Regions from separate parts of the Bos taurus genome. Here region 2 is linked to region 1. The links are chromatin contacts, called in public Hi-C maps. All regions are on one chromosome and are shown on one strand. The core of a region is the stretch at or near the end of the contact, and the rest is flanking DNA. Distances in the headings are between cores, read along the strand shown. Region 1 overlaps LOC107131356 (a long non-coding RNA gene). Region 2 overlaps LOC107131356 (a long non-coding RNA gene).

The links. A called contact is a pair of places that touch in the nucleus more often than the background predicts.
Region 2: a contact with region 1 is called in a Hi-C map of an unstated tissue, with 2.2 times the contacts expected there. The contact joins two enhancer-like sites. A contact is called at or near these places in 2 of 11 Hi-C or Micro-C datasets (liver and an unstated tissue).

The regions. Positions count from the first base shown.
Region 1 is chr4:94,667,563-94,670,262 of ARS-UCD2.0, forward strand. The region is part of intron 7 of LOC107131356 (a long non-coding RNA gene); the gene reads right to left. Among named protein-coding and RNA genes, the nearest start is that of MIR29B-1, 32 kb to the left of the region's middle. Within about 2 kb of position 1,354, at least 57 of the 102 cell types and tissues checked have an H3K27ac peak or open chromatin away from gene starts, as enhancers often do. A contact at or near this core is called in liver, where this site is marked.
Region 2 is chr4:94,741,614-94,744,313 of ARS-UCD2.0, forward strand. All of the region lies in intron 4 of LOC107131356 (a long non-coding RNA gene), which reads right to left. Among named protein-coding and RNA genes, the nearest start is that of MIR29B-1, 110 kb to the left of the region's middle. Within about 2 kb of position 1,343, at least 51 of the 102 cell types and tissues checked have an H3K27ac peak or open chromatin away from gene starts, as enhancers often do. A contact at or near this core is called in liver, where this site is marked.

The DNA of each region.
Region 1 (2,700 bases), core at 104-2,603:
AAACGGAGAAGCAAAAACCCACAAAAATCAGAAACTGCTGCCATCAGTACTCACCACTGAAAGGCCACACAAGGGATCCCCAGGAACAGGCTGGACTTGTCTGGAGGCAAGGGACTGAATTCCATTAGGAGAGCAGGCAAGTAGAAACAGCAAGTGCCAACACTACCTTTCTCCAGCTCATCTCATTTGCAGACACACAGATTTTGGAATCCTCCAGGACTAACAATGAAAACCACACTAGGTTGTTTTCTCCAATTCCTATGAAATGAGTCAGGAGGTCAAACAACTTCTCCACTCGGGAGAGACAACAATTTCTGAAGCTGCACTCACTGTTTCCAGTAACTGGATTCCTTCTCTTTCCCCTCTAGATAAAAGTACTGCCAATCATCTGTGGAGAGCCCACTGGGTTCTGAATGAGACACATCACAGATACTGCCAGAAGGGTTAGTATCCTTCATGGGGTAGTTTCCCCTTGCAGATAGTCAGGAAGACAAAAATCCAGTTAGGAGTAACACGTGGATGAAGTTTCTTCAGTTAAAAAGAGTTGGCAAAACTTTTTCTTTGTTGAAACCATATAGTCATTTCCTTCACACAAGAAAATGGGAGTGATAGTTAAAATAAATACAGATGGGCAGTAACTGCAGTAACTGGGCTTTTTAAACTTTTAAAAGCCCCTTACAAATGGCTTCCGTCAGTAAAATAGCCTTTCTTCCTCAAAGGGACTAGTATATTCAAAAGATTCAACGATTATTCAATTAATCCATGTTCTGAAAACCTTTCACAGGCTTCTATGAGTCCTGCAGTTCCATCCACTAAATCATACAAAGCAGAAGTATTTAAGAGCTTGCTAGCAGTCCTCTGAATCCATGACTCAAAAGAGGATGAGCCCTGGGTTAGCAACAATCTTCAGAATCCACCACCTACTCACCACACGTAACATTTCTTGTAGTTAGCGACCTTCTTCACAGGAGATCAATCAGCTACTAGCAACGAATCCGTAATTCCAAGGACTCCTACAGTGTAGGCAAGTACTAATACTCGGGCGTGTGTCGCCACACGCAGGCACACAGACCTTCCGCGACAGCGCGTCAGGAGGAGACTGGAAGTACTTTTGCTTTCTGTATCGAGAGTACTTTCTTTCCTTTTAAAGAGGAGGTTTCGTTTTGATCTTGAGACATTCTCTCTGATAAAACCACCAACTGAAAACCTGCCATTATAAACGAGGGATTTCACAACATTCATTCCAAAAAAAAACCGTGGCTATTCATTTCTGGAAGTGACTCACTGCAGAAGAATCACTGGCAGTGGAGGGAGCGTTAATTTTTAGAAGACAGCCCGCCCTCTGAGAAGTGAGCAGAAACCTCAGCGCCGGCGGCAGCCACGTGCCTTGCAGACCCCCCATCACAGCTTCCTGAATCACCACCACCAAGATGACGCGCGATGACCAATTTCCTCTTGTAACTCTCTCAGTACACAAAAATCCTTCGGTCTGTACGCCCTGAATATTCCCCTGCTCCGGCGCAAAGGTTCAAAGAAATCTGAGCGATGGCAGCAACACTTCTCCACCTGTCAACGCTCAGCTGCCGGCGAGTAACCAGCATATGGATACTCACTTCCTGTGAGTATTTCTAAAAGAGCTTATGATATTTCCTTTGGAGAAAAAAAGAAAGTGGGGAGGAAAGCACGACGGGGAGGAGAAGTAACTCCAACAAGCCTGCGGAGCTAAGAGCAGGCAACGTGATCGCTGTTTACCAGCCACGCCTAATTTTAATTTGGTTTCTCAACCCCTGTGTAATTAAGACAGCCAAGAGAGAACAGCATCAGGAGAAAAAAAAGACATTTCACAAATGCTTAGACCTTCCGTGCGCGTGACCAGAAAAGTAATTTTAAGATTCAAGTGAACCAATCTGAAGCTGTTTAGGGCATTAACCCTTCAAGGAAAAAAAGAGTTATTTTTTTGTTTGTCCCTAGATTTCAAATATGGAAACCATCTTCCCCACCCTGGGTGCTGAGAACACCAAAGGCACAGCCTCCGGGTGCCATCCCCATGGTCTGTGAGGAGAGAGAACATTTTCAGATTTGTGATGGGGGCAGAAAAACACGTATCGTAACACCGTCACATGAATACTGACCACGTGATTTTTGCACCAAAGCACCCCTTGAAAACCAACCGTGAAGGGCTAAAATATGACCTTTTGTATTTCTCTTGTCTTTAACCAAACCTGATCACTTCAGAGAAGAGTTTCTTGACAACTGGGCAAACTAAGAAAAACTGCTTTTATCCCATCTTAAACGTCAGAGCTCGTTTTCTGACGGGACGAGTAGACATTTTGCTAAGAGATGAGCTTAAAAAAAAAAAAGCCTGCCCTTTATTTTCAGGCTGTTAATGTGCTTCTATTTAGGTACGAATAGGGGGGCACGGGAGTGGAGGAGCTCATGAAGGCAGGAGGAGAAAAGCACAAGCTTCCACTTAATGGGGCTGAAGAAGAAAAATAAACAGATCTAATGTGTTCACGTTATCTGTTATACAGCACCACTAAGCCCTCAATTTCTAATGTAGCAACACTGACATTTCTACTCTAGCGTCTGTATTTCTCATTTTTTGAACACTCAAGATAAACACAAAGAATATATGTGCAAAATTTAATAAAACCATCTGTGTATTATATTCTTGAGGGAAATTTTCATGAATGTGAAATG
Region 2 (2,700 bases), core at 93-2,592, 74 kb after region 1:
TAGTCGCTGTTTTAGCAGCAATAGTCCCAGTATTTAACTTTTACTTTGCATCTAAGTAAATATATTTACATATGCTATTTAATAATACAAATAATTTCCCCCAAAGTTTGCATATAAAAAAAAAAACAAAAAAACAATCTTTCATGGTTACTGGGAAGCCTGCAAAAAATGTGCCCATGTCATTTTCCTCAAGTGTGGAATAAGTGCATCACAAAAGCAAGTACAGGACCACTACTGCAAGACTCTGTAAGCCTTTATGGCAGAGCTCTGCTCACCAGAAAGAGAACTCCCTCTCCCAACTTTTCCTAATTCATGCAAGCCTTTACCATTAGTTCTCAGTAAAGAGTCTACACCCAAGTTAATCTGCTCTTTACCCTGCTACTGGCGAATTCTCAAAACAAGACAATTCTGTGCTCTGTGGTCAGCATGAAAGGACATCTCAGGGGAGTGACAGGCAGATGAATACATCTGGGAACTACAGCACCATTGCTAATGACCATAATTTCTCTTTGGGAGGAGTTCTGTAAACCACATTAGCACCTTTCCCAAAGAACAGACGGCACAGGTGAACCCACACCTGAAACCATGCATCAGCCTGACATCCCCTCCCCCCACAGACGCCTATGAACACATTCCCACCCTTGCCTCCCTCACGGCTTCCCTTACCCCCACCTTCTTCTCCCCTGTGCTGCAGCCCTGGGTGGAAACAGGACAGGTCTGGGCTCTGCGGATATCTACCCAGCCAAATGCAGCTGCTATGGGACAACTGACCAGCCTCTGACCCAGAGGCCTGGCCGCCTTGCAGTGGGTGGTGCAGTATTTGCATATGAACTGCTGTCCCCTTTCCTTTTATAGAAGGAAGTGCAGAGGACTTCTCCGTGAGATAGGAGACAGCCAGCAGGAGAGCCTGTGATACGCCCCACTGCAAAGGCAGGAAGCCTCTCTTCCTGGTTACAAGAACCAACAGTAAATTCTGGGACATTTCCAGGGCCTTGCCCCATACCCTGAAACTCAGGATCCATGCAGGGAGCCCTAAGGTCCATCATCTTACACTGCATGCTCACTGCCTGGGCTTGGGAGAAATCTGTACAAGTGCAGTATCAAAGGGCAGATAAAGAGCCAAACGTTAGAGAACAAGCAAGCAGGGAGGGGGGAGTGGAAGTTCCCTGGAGTCAGAGAAAGGAGAGAGGAAGAAAAGCAATTTTTGAAAATAAAAAGATTTCTTTCTCTAGAATTGAGAATGAAAAGCAATGACTAGAAATCACTGGTGAGCAGAGGGAGAAGGGTGACACCATGGTCCCCAGCCAGACCAGAGTTCACATAAGCCTGGGTGTGTGCTTGCTTCCATCCCCGCCTACCCACGGTTCCCGGGGCAAACAAATTCTTGGCTGAGCAGGTATGTGTGGGAGGCCTGATTTATTTTCCAACCAGCAGAACTTTGCCCAGAACTACTTAATCAGAAATTTTCAAGGTCATACATTCAAATATGACGTTACTGCCTCACAAAACAGCTCCAGGGTCTGTGGGGTAGGAGGGTGGGGAGTGTGAGGAGGGGAAAGAAGGAAGTGACCATCCTCGCTTGAACTATCTTCTGACCACTCTTCCTGTATGTCCCCTACACTTTCTCAGAAAATCAACACATCGCAAAAACACAGAGCTAAAAGAAATAATAGCTAACTTTAACAGATGGCAGGCACAATTCTAAATGCTCTGTATATATTAACTTCTCTGACCCTCAACAGTTCTTTGAGGGGGGCACTATTACCATTACCCTACCTGTTTGTAGATGCATCGAGAGGGTAAGTGACCTGCCCAATGACCAACAGCACGGTGCCCTGTGCACCTCCCCTAGGCGATACTACCTCTCTAGCCCCTCGAAAAGGTAAAATTACAAGAGCTCTTTTCCATTGTGGGATATCTAGCCAATTTTTCCTCTGCAGTAGGGTTTCTTAAAGCTACTTTCCTGGGAGGAATATTATCAGAGCCAGTCCCCACCTTTAACCCTGCCGCTCAAAAAGCCATATAAGCTGGAAAAATCCCAAGGCTCAAACCACAATTCCCCTCATGGGCTGCCTGATTAGAAGCAGTTGGAAGTAAAGCTTTGATCCCTGTTAAAATGTAAAAGTTCTGGGAGGTGTACTCTTTATGCTGTTATCAGTTTGTAGTGAAAGTTGTGGTGTTATCTTTTCAATGGTAAGTTTAATGATAAGAACTTCAGGTGGTTTCCAGGCATCTCGTTCACCTGTCCTGTGTGGACTTCTTCTCTGCGGGGTACCTAGGACTCTCTAGGACTTCGCACATAAACAGGTGCTTAATATACCAGTATGGGTGAACAAGTGAATGGCTGAATGGCCATAACTCTTGCAGAGGTCAGGCTCAGCACACATTTATGAAGCAGGTAGGTCTTCAAGTGGCCGCCAAGTTGGGCAAAAGTATCCCTGGAAAGGGGTGGGTATGTGTGGGTGTGTGGGGGTGTGTGTGTGGGCACGCACACACTAGGTTGCTAAGTCGTGTCCCAATCTGTGACCCCATAGACCGCAGCCTGCCAGGCTCCTTTGTCCATGGGGATTCTCCAGGCAAGAATACTGGAGTGGGTGGCCATTTCCCCCTCTAGGGATCAAACCTGCATCTCTTGTATCTCCTGCATTGATAGGCGGATTCTTTACCACTGAGCCACCTAGGAAGCCTGAAAAGATCCAC